Regions from separate parts of the Rattus norvegicus genome. Here region 2 is linked to region 1. Evidence: chromatin contacts called from public Hi-C data. All regions are on one chromosome and are shown on one strand. The core of a region is the stretch at or near the end of the contact, and the rest is flanking DNA. Distances in the headings are between cores, read along the strand shown. Region 1 holds the start of Esyt2 (extended synaptotagmin 2). Region 2 overlaps Esyt2 (extended synaptotagmin 2).

Region 1 (6,792 bases), core at 2,862-5,361:
TTTATACTACAAAATATTCCAGTATTATTATGAGTCTAAGTGAGTGTATGTTTTGTGTATGCAGGAACACATATGTCAGAAGAGGATGTTGAATCTCAGTTGGTTATCCCATATCAGGTGGTTAGCCTTGAAATCATATAAATATACATAAACATACAAAACATAGACTGTGTGTGTGTGTGTGTGTGTGTGTGTGTGTGTGTGTGTACTGAGTTCAAATCCCAGCAACCACATGGTGGTTCACAACCATCTGTAGTAAGATCTGATGTCCTCTTCTGGTGTGTCCGAGGACAGCTATAAATCTTAAGAAAGAAACAAAGAAAGAAAAGAGTGCTTGCTGTTTTTTCAGAGGAACAGAGTATGGTTCCCAGAACCCATTAAACAGCATACAAGAGGAATGAGAAGCATGAAACAGGACCAAGGCTCGAGGAAGTCTAATGCAGCTCACCTCTCACACACCCTGGAGCCCAGAGGCTACAAAAACAGGCAATCTGACTTATCTCCCATCTCAGAGATTTTGAAAAACTGTCTAAATGTATATAATACAATGTGTGCATTCCTAAATATATAACTATAACATATATGTATTATATACATATATACAAATGTGTGTGTGTTTGTGTGTATGTGTGTATGTGTGTGGTTTGAATAAAAATGGCCCAATTGGCCCATAGGGAGTGGCACTATTAGGAAGTATAGCCTTGTTGGAGGAAGTGTGTCAAGTCACTGGGGTTGGGCTTGATGTCTCAGAAGCTTAAGTCAGACCTAGTGGCTCAACGTCTCTTTCTGCTGTCTGCAGATCTAGGATCCAGATGTAGAGCTCTCAGCTCCTTCTCCAGCATCACGTCTGCCTGCATACTGCCATGCTTCCCACCATGATGATAGTGGAATAAACCTCTGAACTGTAGGCCAGCCCCAATTAAATATTTGCTTTCTTTTATTAGTGTTGCCATGGTCATGGTCACAGCAATAAAACCCTAAGATTAAGACTCTCTCTCTCTCTCTCTCTCTCTCTCTCTCTCTCTCTCTCTCTCACACACACACACACACACACACACACACACACACACACATTGTGTGCGTATTAACAACAATTAAAGAAAAAGAGGTCATGAATTTGAGAGAAAGCATAAAGAGGGGTATGTGGAAGGGGTTTCGGGGGGGGGGAAGGAGGGAATAATGTAGTTATAATTTCAGAAATAAAAATTACTTCCAGGAAGAAAAAAAGAATTAAATGAGCAGAGCATAATGAAAGGATGAAATCTCATATTGCCCTCAGTGGCAAGAGTAGACTTTTATTTCTCTGAGAATTTAGATCACAAGACCCAGTGGTCAGGCTGTAAGAGAATGCACAGTTCAGTCTGAGAGGTGTTTTGTAATTGAGAGTAGGGAGGGGTAAGAGCATAGCATCTCCAGTTAGACAGTTTTTCAAAACTTTGAGATGGGAGGTAAGTCAGACTGCCTGTTTTTGTAGCCTCTGGACTCCAGCATGTGTGAGAGGTGAGCTGCATTAGACTTCTTCGAGCCTTGGGCCTGTTTCATGCTTCTGATTCCTATTGTATGCCTGTCTAACGCGGGTGCTGGGAACCATACTCTTTTTTTTTTTTTTCTTAATTTATAGCTGTCTTCAGACACACCAGAAGAGGGTATCAGATCTTATCACGGTTAACCAACTGTGAGCCACCACGTGGTTTCTGGGATTTGAACTCAGGACCTCTGAAAAAGCAGTTAGTGCTTTCAATGGCTGTGCCATTTCTCCAGCCCCAACAGCAAACATTCTTAATCATTGAGCTCTCTCTCCATCCTGGGATCTCTTATTCAAACTTATTCAAATTTAGCAGCATTCAGAGCATTAACTTGATGTGGGGAGGTGAGTTGCCATTTGCTATTTTGCATATTTATGGTTTACATAATGTAATTTCATTTGGAGGCACACAAAATAAAGTGAAAGAAAAAAGGAAATACCCTTCTTGTGTGGCGGTTTGAATAAGAATGGCTCCAATAGGATCAGAGATTTGAATCCTGGGTCATCAGGAAGGGGCACTGTTTGAAAGGATTGGGAGGTTGGCCTTGCTGAGGAAGTGTGTCACTGGAGGTGGACTTTGAGGTTTCAAAAAGCCCATTAGGAGCCCAGGGCTTCTCTCTTCCAGCTTTCTGAAGATCTGGATATAAATCTCACAGCTGCTTCTACAGTGCCATATTTGCCTGCATGCCATGGTGCTCCCCGCCACGATGATGCTGTACTTAATCTCTGAAACTGTAGGCCAGCCCCAATAAAATGTTTCCTTTTATGAGTTGCCTTGGTCATGGCATTTCCCTGCAGCAATAGAACTTTGTGGAACTTGCTTGGTTTACTACCCTTTGTCCAGCAGACTACTACTCCCTCTCAAACATGGCATACTTCTGAAATGCTATAATATATATTCACACATATGCAGGGAAAAGTCTTCCACAGGTGACTTTGCATTTGTTCGTTCGTTCAGTACTTACTACAGGAACCAGGCATTTTTCAAACACATTGGTGAATCAAAAACATCAGGTTGCTGAAACTTGGGAACTTTGTTTCCTGTAGGTTTCAGACACTGATGACACTGGTAACTTTGTGTTGGTGGAAGGCAGTGGTTTGTTAATACATTCCAAAAAGGTTTTTACTTGAATCACAAGGATTGTGGCATAAGATCAGACACAAGAGATAGGCAATGAACGGATACATACGGAACAAAATACAGTCCGGGATAACTTGGCTCTGAATCTGCGACATTCCAGTCATAGTTGTGGAATTATCCTCCTGGGAATTTTTCTTAAAAAGTATACCTATGTGTGTCTGTGCACATGTGTACAGGTGCTTGCAGAGGCCAGAGGTATTAGATCCCATGGAGCTGAAGATACAGGCGCTTGTGAACAGCCAAATGTGGATTCTGGGAATCGACTCAGGTCTTGGGTTCTTACAGCTCCTCTCCAGCAAACTTTAAAGTAGATGTCTTTTTTTTTTTCTTTCTTCCTTCCTTTCCTTCCCTTTCTTTCTTTCTTTCCTTCCTCCCTTTTTTTTTTTTTGTGTGTGCAAGCTTCACATATGTCCTCTAAAAGGAGTGGGTGGGTGGGGGTGGACCCTGGCTGCCTTTTTAAAACAAAACAAAACAAAAAACCCTTCATGACAACTGTGCTTTCCTTTTTTTTTTTTTTTTCTTCTTTTTTCTTCGGAGCTGGGGACCGAACCCAGGGCCTTGTGCTCGCTAGGCAAGTGCTCTACCGCTGAGCTAAATCCCCAACCCCACAACTGTGCTTTTCTAAGCTCACTGGGGCCATTTTGTTTGGTAAATCAGACCTGAAGGAGTACTAGACACAGAGGTGCCAGACACCACACAGTAAGGGTGCAAATCGAATTTTATTGCAGCAGACACAAAGTTCTCATTCCACTCGGGCAGGCCCAGGAGCCATCCTCCTACCCTAGGCACCGGCAAGTTCAAGTTCTCAGTCAGGGAGCTAGGAGTGGCAAGAGGTTGGTTGGCCTAAGCCCCGAATAGAAGCCGCTACACTTTAGAAAAGAACTCATCTCGCTAGCCCTCCAACTCGTCTGGGCCATTGCTCACTTCCAACACCGGCGAAAGCCACGCTTCCCTCTCCAGCCCTCCTACGGAGCAAAGTCCGGGTGTGTCCGTCTGGCGCGCTGCCCACCCTCTTAGAGCGCAGAGGGAACCGCCCCTACAGGTTAGGGGGTGGGGCCTGCCTGGCGTGATGGCGTCGCCAGCTGCCCATTCCTGGTGTAACGACCGGGGAATAGCCGCGCAGGAACACTAGAGTCGGGGCGGGGCGGACCGCGCGATGACACCCTGCACACAGTCCATTCGCCGCCCCAGGTTCTTTTCCGAGGGCGCTGGAGAGTGGGCGGGATCGGGTTAGCGATTGACATCTCGCCCCGCCCAGATTCTTTTCAGCGTAGACTGTCTCTGAACAGTTGATCCCCTTAAGGAAGAGCCGGGCGCACGGTGATTGTGTCACCAAAACACGCTCTCAGCCCATACTAGACACTCTCCCGGAGACGCCTCGGGTGGAGGAGGGCCTCGCGCACCGTGATGACGTCGAGTCCCGCCCGTTTGAGGAGTGGAGCGGTGGCGCCCGCTGTCCCCCTCAGTGGGGCGCTGGCGCGCGGGGTAGAGCGACCTGCTGTCTGTGGGAGAGCCGCGCCCGCCTCAGCAGGGAGGAGTGCTCTGCGCGGCTGGCGATGAGCAGCGCGGGGGGCGAGGGGCCTGAGGCCGGTACTGGCCGGGCCGGGGGCCGTTCTGAGCCCGAGGCCCCGGGCAGCGCGCTGAGTGTGGACTTGCCGGGGCTGCTGGGGCAGCTGGCGCGCAGTTTTGCGCTGCTGCTGCCGGTGTACGCCCTCGGCTACCTGGGATTGAGCTTCAGTTGGGTGCTGCTGGCGCTCGGGCTGCTCGCCTGGTGCCGCCGGAGCCGCGGCCTCAAGGCCAGCCGCCTGTGTCGCGCACTGGCACTGTTGGAGGACGAGGAGCAAGCCGTGCGCCTGGGAGTGCGAGCCTGCGACCTGCCCGCCTGGGTGAGTGTTGTCCCCCGGACCTGAGCAGAGTCAGGTCCGCACCACCCTTCTCCCCTTCTTAGGGACGAGTGGGGGACTCAAGCTCCAGCCCAAGTGAGGTGTCAGCTACCCCTGGCCTCAAATCTCGATCCCATCCGGGGTCCGCACAACCTGGACCCTGGACCAAGTCAGGTGTGTGACCTTACTGCTGTCTACTTCTTTCGCTGTCTACCTACCTAAACTGGTGTTTTCTGTCAGCACTCTGCTTACCGCCTTTCCTCAGGGGCGGGGAGTGGTGGTGGTTCTGGCCACCGTGGCTCTGAGCAAGGGCCTGCGTCTGAGTCTGATTTGTGTCAGCGCACCCACCTCCCCCACCTAAGTCAGGTGTCCTCATTGCTGTCCCCACCCTCATCCAGGGCGGAGGTGTCCTGGTCGTTATCTGCTCAGAGAGTGACCGTTCTCAGTCCTCTTCCTGGCTTTCAGTCCTCGCCCATCGCTAGCAAAGTGCACAGGTAGTGAATACTTCCTAACTTGGCAGTATCCGTCATTGTTAGTTGCTGGATCCTTTTCCTCCTCTCTCACTACTGCCCTGAAGCACACTTGGTGGTCAATGAGCTGACTGAGATCTCTGTTGTCCCGAGTGATTCTGTAAACCTTTTGCCAGCATGGCGCAGCAGGCCTGGAAACGTCCACATTCTCCTTTCTGATTTAAAAAGTAGTGACAGCCAATGCGGAGAAGTTAATACAAAAATCAAGAAGACTCCTTCATTTCTTAGCTGTGTCTAACATGATTGAAGTGTTCCTGGAAAGCTTATGTTAGAAGAATTGAAGTGTTTGTTTCATTGTTTAAAATACCGGACTGATGACGAGACACTTTCATGTGATCGTTAAGATCCACAGTGAACATGTAGAGGGAGGTTTTGAAAGAGTGAAAAGTAATGATTAAGTTATGACATTATTTTTCCTAAAATTGCTTTTTACTTATTGAGTATTTGAATCTATTGGAGAAGGCTTTTATCATCTTTTTCTCTTCACTGTCTTTCTTAGCAAAGAGTGTTTCAGATAGAAGGAAATAGTGCATATTTTAAGAGAAATGTTGCACAATATTAGGCTTGATGTAATTGTCTGTGGAAGTAGATAGTAGTGAATTTTAGAAGGGAGAATGAAGGAATTTAAGTGGAGAAAGAACATGGAGAATGTTCCACCTTTCCATCTAGGAAACACCTGTGAAATATGGCATGGAATATGCGGTACAAATATAAAAAAAAAAAAACAAAAATTAAAAAGTAAGAGTTCCCCAAATCAAGAGGAACATAACATAGGTAGCAGTTAGCAACTGAAAGTTAAAACTGTAATAGTGAGGCACTTTTGAAGCTTAAAAATCTGCAGATACATGGTGAATGTGTAGGACAGGGGTGTTTTGGAAAATGAAACCAACTGGTATGATACATCATTTAGCTAGCAGTAAAGGAATGTATTGAAAAACAGGAAGTTAGAGTAGCCAAGGTGAGAAAAAACAAGAAACAGTGGTGCCCTGTAGAATGCTGTAGTGGTGTCTTGTGTCTCTGCTAAATTAAATGCTGTCTAGAAGCTGGTAAAAACTGGTAGTTAAATGACCGAAGAACAACATAAATAAGACTGGAGTCTTCAAGAGCAGGGTGGCACTGACGTCCAGAAATTTGATTATTAAGCGATTGATGTAGACTAGCTTTTAAAACATTGTTCAGAAATGCAAATATTTTCACAAAGGAAATAAAATGCAGTTGCTGCCATAATGAGCCAAAATTTTAATGGAATAAAAGAGTAATTGACCAGTTTTGTCTTTGTTTTTGTTTCTGCTTGTTTTTCGTTTTTAGTATTAGAGTCAGACCTAAGGCTTCCAGCATGGCAGTAAAGTGGTCTACCATTGAACTACATTGACAACCCTGTGCAGAGTTTTGTTTGTTTGGTTTGGTTGTTTGGAGACAGGTCTCCTCAGCCACAGAGTGGTGGGGCTACAGGTATGTGTGAACATGCTTATCTGGGTCCTGGGGTTTCTGGATAGTGGCTTGATATTTGTCTTGAACAAGACATACATGCCAAAGACTGTAGTGCACATTGATGACTATGACTCATTGTGGAGAAGAGACATGAGAAGATATGAGCTAGTATAGTACCAACTTCCAATTCCCACCATTAGATAAATTCACCCACAGTTTTTCATTTTATGTAGCAAAAGTAAGGATCGGGACAATGCTGCACTTATATTTTTATTTGAAAAC
Region 2 (6,792 bases), core at 1,282-3,781, 44 kb after region 1:
GTCACACTGTATAGTCCAGACTAACCTTAAACTGGTAGTCCTTCAGCTTCAGCCTCCCATGTGTTGGGCATCTAAATTTATCTAAGATTTTCACATGTGGGAGAAGTAAGAGCATATGCAGTGTTCCTCACAGGTGACACGGCAGTGTTGAGCCTGACAGCACTGTGTCTGTAACACCAAGAGTAAGACAATAAATAATCTTGTGGTATTGGTTACATTTTCAGTCCATTCTGCCTACAGTATGTCTATTTTACCATCGTGTGGTCTGATTATGTCCTTTACACTGCCTAATCTTAACAGACAGCTAAGAGGATGAGTAATTCCACTCACTTTATCTAATGAAGAATTTTTCTGTGCTAGTTTTGTAGGAAATTGTGAGATTGATTTGGAGATCAAAAGATATTTTTGTAGAGCTGGTGTGAAAAGTATACAGGTAAGTTTTTCAAATTTTTCATTTTAGAGTTTTCTAGGCTGTATTCAGAAAGAAAAATATGAGTTTTTATTAGCTTGGAAGGTTTTCGAAGTAAGTTTGTATTTGTGGTTATAGTTGAATAAAGTGAGAAGCCATGTGCTTAAAAATCACCAAGTGACTTTAAAGAACTATGTTTTCTGACTTGTGATTTCCTGTCTGAGTGCAGATCCATGGGACAATGCGGGTGATCCTGGAGCCCCTGATTGGGGACATGCCTTTAGTTGGAGCTTTGTCCATCTTCTTCCTTAGGAAGCCAGTAAGTGCATTTATTTCATGACGTCATGCTTATCTTTGCTCTCTGGGCAGTAAAATGGATACACGGAAGGATAGAGTGGAGGAACAAAATCCTGCCATTAACTTTCCCCTATCTGATGCATGGTTCCTGAGTCTTTTAACTTCTGTATGCCTTAAGTGGGGGTTTTATCTCTTGATAAAGAATGGTCTTTCCTGAATATAAAAATGTTTGTGGAAGTTAGGAAAATCATTTTTAGCTAAGTAAGTTGAAGATACATTTGGCCTGTTATTAAGTATGATTTTATTCCATTTGCTTATTTAATCCTCATACTTGCAAAGTTAAATATTGTTTCCTTGTACTGATCTGGAGGTCACACGGCGATTAAGTATTATTAGAGCTTTGGCATAGACCCAGATTAGTCTGATACAGGTTTTATATTTCTAAACACTTTAAGGTAATGCCATGCCTGTAAATCTCCCTCTGACTCCCTCCTGAGATAAATACGCCTTCTTTGGTGGTGGACGTAAGGGGAGTATTTGATGAACTACAGGTGCAGCTCTGTGTTGTGCTTTTACATGGAATCTTTTGTTGGTCTTTTAATTGTTGGCTAAGCATGGTGTTGTCATTCATACTTTTAGATTGTATTTCTTTTCATCTTTGTTCTAAGTGCTCTGTGCTTGTTACACATTACTAGAATGGAAACAGGAAGACAAAGCTATTTCTTACCCTTACCTGAGTCCTGCAGCCCATGATTAGTGCTACCTTCAGTGCCTTTTTCTTTCTTCCTTTTTTTTTTTTTTTTTTAATGCTGAGAATCGAAGGCAGGGCATTGTGCATGCTAGGCAAGCTCTCTCATTCTAGCTGCATTTCCCTACTGCCTAACTGTGCATCCCAAGTTCCAACCATAGGAACTTAATGTCCTTTGAAGCAAAGTAGTTACTGTGTCCTCCACTTTTTCTTTTCTCGAGAATTCTCTCTTGATCTATTTTGTTTCACTTCTAGAAGGTTTCTATCTTCTAGGACAAGTGTGCACTGTAGTTTTGAAAGTTGTACAGTAGTGACCATTAGTGCTAAAATGAAGGGCATGTCTGTTTCCAATGTTCAGAGAGTCTAGATGAGCTACTTCTTAGGGGGATACTGCTTATGATCCTTGGCAAGTTTCTGGGAGGGACTACTAACATCATGTGTGGGCAGAGAAAGAAGACCCAGATCTGTGTGGTCTTAAATGGCCACGGGTAGTTAGGAGTATTTTTCAAGAGATGGATTTTTATAGGACAATTTGTCTTATCTAGGTGGGCAGATTATATCATTATCAATTGGTTATGAGTTTATTGTGTGGACATTTTGTCGAGTGAGAATTTAAGATATAAATCTGATTGCTAAGTTACAAACTTATTGAGTTTTTATTTTAACAGGTAACTGGGAGTTGTGACTATAACCACAGGGGACGGATGCTGGGAATGTGAGCAGGGTCTGCAACAAGAGAGTTGCAAGAGGGTGGCTGCTGCTGGGCTCAGAGAGTAGCTGAGGGTAGCGTGTGGTGATTGGAAGCTTAGCAGATGAGATGCTTTGCTGACTGAGATGAAAACACCCCGCAGATGCCATGTGGCCCTCCAGAGCTGGCTATACCGTGGGATGATACAATCTTTTTTAATATTTACTGAAACAATCATGTGTGATTTAAAATAGATTAAAATGATTTAAAATTTGGCTCAAAAGACCTATTGAAAATTATTGGTTTTAAAAATACGGTATTCCTAGGCCAGACTATGCGCACAGGCAGTGCTTTGTGCATGACTCACACTGTGCCCTCACAGTCGTGTTGCGCGTCCTTACTTCCTGTGTTGTAGAACAGGATGTACGTTACAACTCCAAAAGCTATCAAGGACTTCAGTCATTTTTACTTTATTATAATTTTGAGAAATAAATCTATAAAAGATTTAAAATACATCTTTTTTTCCTCCTACCAATTTTTTTAAAGAGCAGTTTATGTAAAAACAGACTCCATTCATGAGTATTTAAAACGTTCTTTAATAAGTTGCTAAAAACTATCTGTCTTTGGAAATATTCTTAATATAAAGATCCTATCCCTTAGAAAAAGGAAGACCTTTAGTCTTCCTCAGAACTTAACTGTGCTCTTAAATAGTTTTGTTCTTCACAGATGACGGCACTTGTAAAATAAATTACAGCATTAACTCCCAGCGACAGGCTGTTGGAGTGCCGAGAAGAAAAGGATAGAGTTGAAGTGTTCGGTCACCTTTTCCTTATATGGTAAATAAAGCCACTGAACATGCTTTAGAGGGAAGGGAATTTTCTTCAGTTACTTTCAGCTGGAAAATATGAGAACTTACTGCTGTTAGCTGCCAAATAATTCTTCTTTAGTCTAGTGAAAAATACAGCTAGAAGGGCTTTTTAGTTTTACTGTTTTTTTTTTTATTGCCCAGTGACTCAGAAACAAATACCATAGACTCGTATAAAACAGTTTCATGTTTTCTGCCTTCTAGTTTGTTTAATTAGTTTTGGTAATGTGGTACTTGTGGAGTGACCCCTGATAATTCTTGACATGATGAAGTTTGCAGCCAAGTGAACAGTCCAGGTGGAACAGTGGTGCTTCGGCAACAGGGAGCACAGCAGTGTGGGGTCTCTGTGACAGCTTTGCACTGCCTCACCTCTACTTGTCTTCTTTTTGTGCCATGTCTGTAGGTCTCAGTCCCCTGTCTGTGACAGAGGAGTGACACTACCACCTAACACAATTAAATGTCTGTGCTCTTAAAAGCACACAGTAAACCTTTACATTTTTTTTTTTTTTTTGGTTCTTTTTTTCGGAGCTGGGGACTGAACCCAGGGCCTTGTGCTTCCTAGGCAAGCGCTCTACCACTGAGCTAAATCCCCAACCCCAAACCTTTACATTTTTAAAGAATTAAATATAGTTAGCATTTTATTGAGGTTCTAACACTAGAGTGATGCTAGGGTAAGGGTAAAAGTCTGAATAAATATTCTGATAACGAACGGACAGGATGGACTCCAGTGGTAGAGTCCTTGGCTCCTGTCTGTCAGGCAATAGGCTTTGAATCCTTGGGAATGAAAAAAGTTGTGATAACCAAAAGGAGGGTTAGGGAGATAGATTAGTCAGTGTCTTTCGCATGCTTCAAGGACCTGATTCCAGATGCTGGACCTTTGTAAAACACCTAGATATGATAGCATGTGTCAGAAACCCAGTGCTCCAGGGCTCATTGCTCAGCTGTGAGAAAGCTACTCTAGAAAGCTGGTTAACTCTGTGTTTAGGGAGACCTTGTCATAAAAGTAAAGAGCAATAGAGGAAGACACCCAGTGTTAATCTCTAGCCTACACATATATGTACTTGTGCACATGCACCCACACAAGTACATACATAAAACATAATTTAGAGTCAGGTGGATTCCTTTTTGTCATTAGAAGTTTATAGAGAACCCAATCTAGGTAGAGATTTTGGATATGCCTAAAGCATACATCCTAAGGGTTTATATCAGCGCAAAACCACAGCTCTTATTTCAAGGGGATAAAGATAGTTTATTTTGGAGTCCACTATGAGTATCCTCAGCCTGGGAACACAGATTTAGGTTTTCCCAAATTCCATGTTCCAAATGTGGTAACAGTTTGAGGAAGTTTTTATAGTAACAGAACAAAGTCATAAATAAAAGCACCTTTCAAGTAATTGGTGGAAATTTAGACAGGCAGATGAAAGAAAAGTAGTGCAATCTCTGCCTTAGGGTTCAGACACTATCTGATAAGACTCTTAGTAGCTGGTGAAAGCTGCTGTGGTCTCCAATACGTTCTAAAAGGTTTTCCCTGAGAGTCACAAAGATGTGAAGTCAGACACAGATGTGGACAAGGAGTGACTATTAAGGAAGTTGAAAATAGCCCAGAATGAGTTATAATTAGATCCTGGTCCTGGACCATGCTAGCCCTATATCCCAGCTGTTCTTATCATTACTCAGACGTAGAGAAGGGGCAGAGGAGATGTGCTCCTCTTCAGGACTTTTATTCACAGGTTGTTTTCAGAGCCTTCACTTAACCCCAAAGAACAGATTGTGAAGCAGGTCTTTTCTAGAAGTCTCCACAGAACAACTTGGGCATGTTCTATGCAATTTTCTTTGTTAAGTAGAACTATCTTCCATTTAGAGTTATAATAGGAAGAACTTGAATCTTACTGGGCTAGAATCCCAGAACTTAAAATATTTTAAGTAAAGGGAGTGTTAAAGAAGGAGAGGGATTTCTAAAATGTAAAAATTATGTTTATTGTACAGTTAAATCTCAGAACCAAATTGGAACCAGGAGTTTGAATTTTTTTGTAACTAGAGGGAGACAGTGTACTGTAATGGTTAACTGGCTTTTGGAGGCAGTGGGAAGGCAGTGCAGTATGACAGGTTGAAAGATCATAGCTTTTGCTTCCTTCTCTCTCTCTCTGAGAACAGTGGGCTAGATCTGTGTCCCCGTTCCCCCCACCTCCCATCCCCTCCTTCCCTTCTCTCCCAGGTCTGGGATTAAGAGAGTCTGTACTACACAGGCCATTCTACGATTCTTGCAGGTAAGTCTGCAGACAGGCCTATAGATTCAAACCACACCTTAAGTAATCCAAGATTATTTATTATGCTGAGTTTACTCTGATCCTCTGAAACCTATGGTTTGATGTTTTTAATTATTTGTACAGTTTTGTGCACCCTCCATAATCTTGTACCATCCTGAGTCTCAAAGTAGAGCTATCATTGACTGCTTTCCTTATCTATGCTGAGTGTATGCTATAGGTCTTCTGTAGGATAGGCTAAGCCTAGGATTACACCCTGCCCCAACCCCCAAAGACCGCAGTGCAAGGCTGTGTTTGTGCCCATCTATGGTGACAGCTGCTCTCCTTCTTGGCCACAGCCCTACAGGAAATGTTCTTTCTGGCCTGATGTGTACAAAATGCAGATGTATATATACAAGGCCCACGTTGGTTTCCATGCTCCTGTGCTGTGGATCTCTGGGTCATTCTTCAGCATTTCCTTAGAGCCTAGCATGAGTTGTCTCACCAGCCCCTGTGGGGGCTTACTTCATTCAGACTGCTTCTATCTCTCTTCAGAGTTGTCTCAGAGAACACATGTCTCCTGGGTGGACCCTAAGGACTCAGCTTTCCTGTGCTGTCAGAGCAGTGCTCTTTGCAGGGTTTTTTCCCTTCCACTTGCCTAAGTCATGAGGCTTTAAAACAACAGGAAGATACTCTTTAGCTTTCCTGCCAACCCAGAGCTACTAAACAAAGACATGGGGTAAAACCCCACTGAAGACTTGTGGAGCCAGGCATCAGCTTGCATTTATAACCAACTTCCCAAATGACCTGCCTGAGACGTGTGTAGTTGCTTAGGGCCAGTTGCTGCTGTCATGCTACCAGCTTTACTGCATCCCTCAGGCAGTCCCATCTTGAAGTAATAGTGAAGAACATCTCTTGTTTTTTGGTTTTTTTTAACATTAATTTAGTGTGTGTGTGTGTGTGTCTGTGTGTGTCTGTGTGTGTCTGTGTGTGTCTGTATGTGTGTCTGTGTGTGTGTCTGTGTGTGCTAGCGCACAGTGGTACACATGTCAAAGTCAGATGGCAAGTTATAGGAGTTAGCTCTCTTCTTCTACCGTAGATCCCAGGTCTTCAGAGTTGGCATCCCGATGGCTCATTTCTGTGATTTTCATGAAATGGGTGCACATGTTTTCTTGTTCCAGGTAAAACATGATGTTCTTTCATAAGCATGGACAGTATTCTGCATTGTGCTTCTACCACCTCCCAGAGATGGCTTACTGTGTTTGCAAACACATTCCAGTATGCATCAGCTTATTGAATTACAGATCTTTAGTCATCCAGGGGCCCTGGCTTTCATTGTCTTAACATGTATTCGGGAAATCAGGAGGGACCTGACAGTTGCATTTCCAAGGATGCTTCTCAAACGGCTGCCACGATTGCATTCCTCCTGGCCTTTTTCCATGTGTCCTCATGAACTCACATATGTACTCTCTCACACACATGCTCACCTGCACTGCTCTATAGACCTGTTCTCACACACTTGTTTATGTCACTCGTGTTCAC

Evidence for each region. A called contact is a pair of places that touch in the nucleus more often than the background predicts.
Region 2: a contact with region 1 is called in a Hi-C map of the A7r5 cell line, with 1.8 times the contacts expected there. The contact joins the enhancer-like site here to the promoter of Esyt2 in region 1. A contact is called at or near these places in 5 of 12 Hi-C or Micro-C datasets (the A7r5 cell line, Schwann cells, frontal cortex and 2 more).

What each region holds. Positions count from the first base shown.
Region 1 is chr6:143,358,613-143,365,404 of GRCr8, forward strand. Esyt2 (extended synaptotagmin 2) reads left to right here and starts at 4,112. Exons shown (of 22, transcript NM_001271169.1): 1 at 4,112-4,552. The coding sequence starts at 4,223.
Region 2 is chr6:143,404,565-143,411,356 of GRCr8, forward strand. Esyt2 (extended synaptotagmin 2) reads left to right here. Exons shown (of 22, transcript NM_001271169.1): 5 at 361-433; 6 at 639-728. Among named protein-coding and RNA genes, the nearest start is that of Esyt2, 45 kb to the left of the region's middle. Within about 2 kb of position 2,532, at least 15 of the 93 cell types and tissues checked have an H3K27ac peak or open chromatin away from gene starts, as enhancers often do. A contact at or near this core is called in the A7r5 cell line, where this site is marked.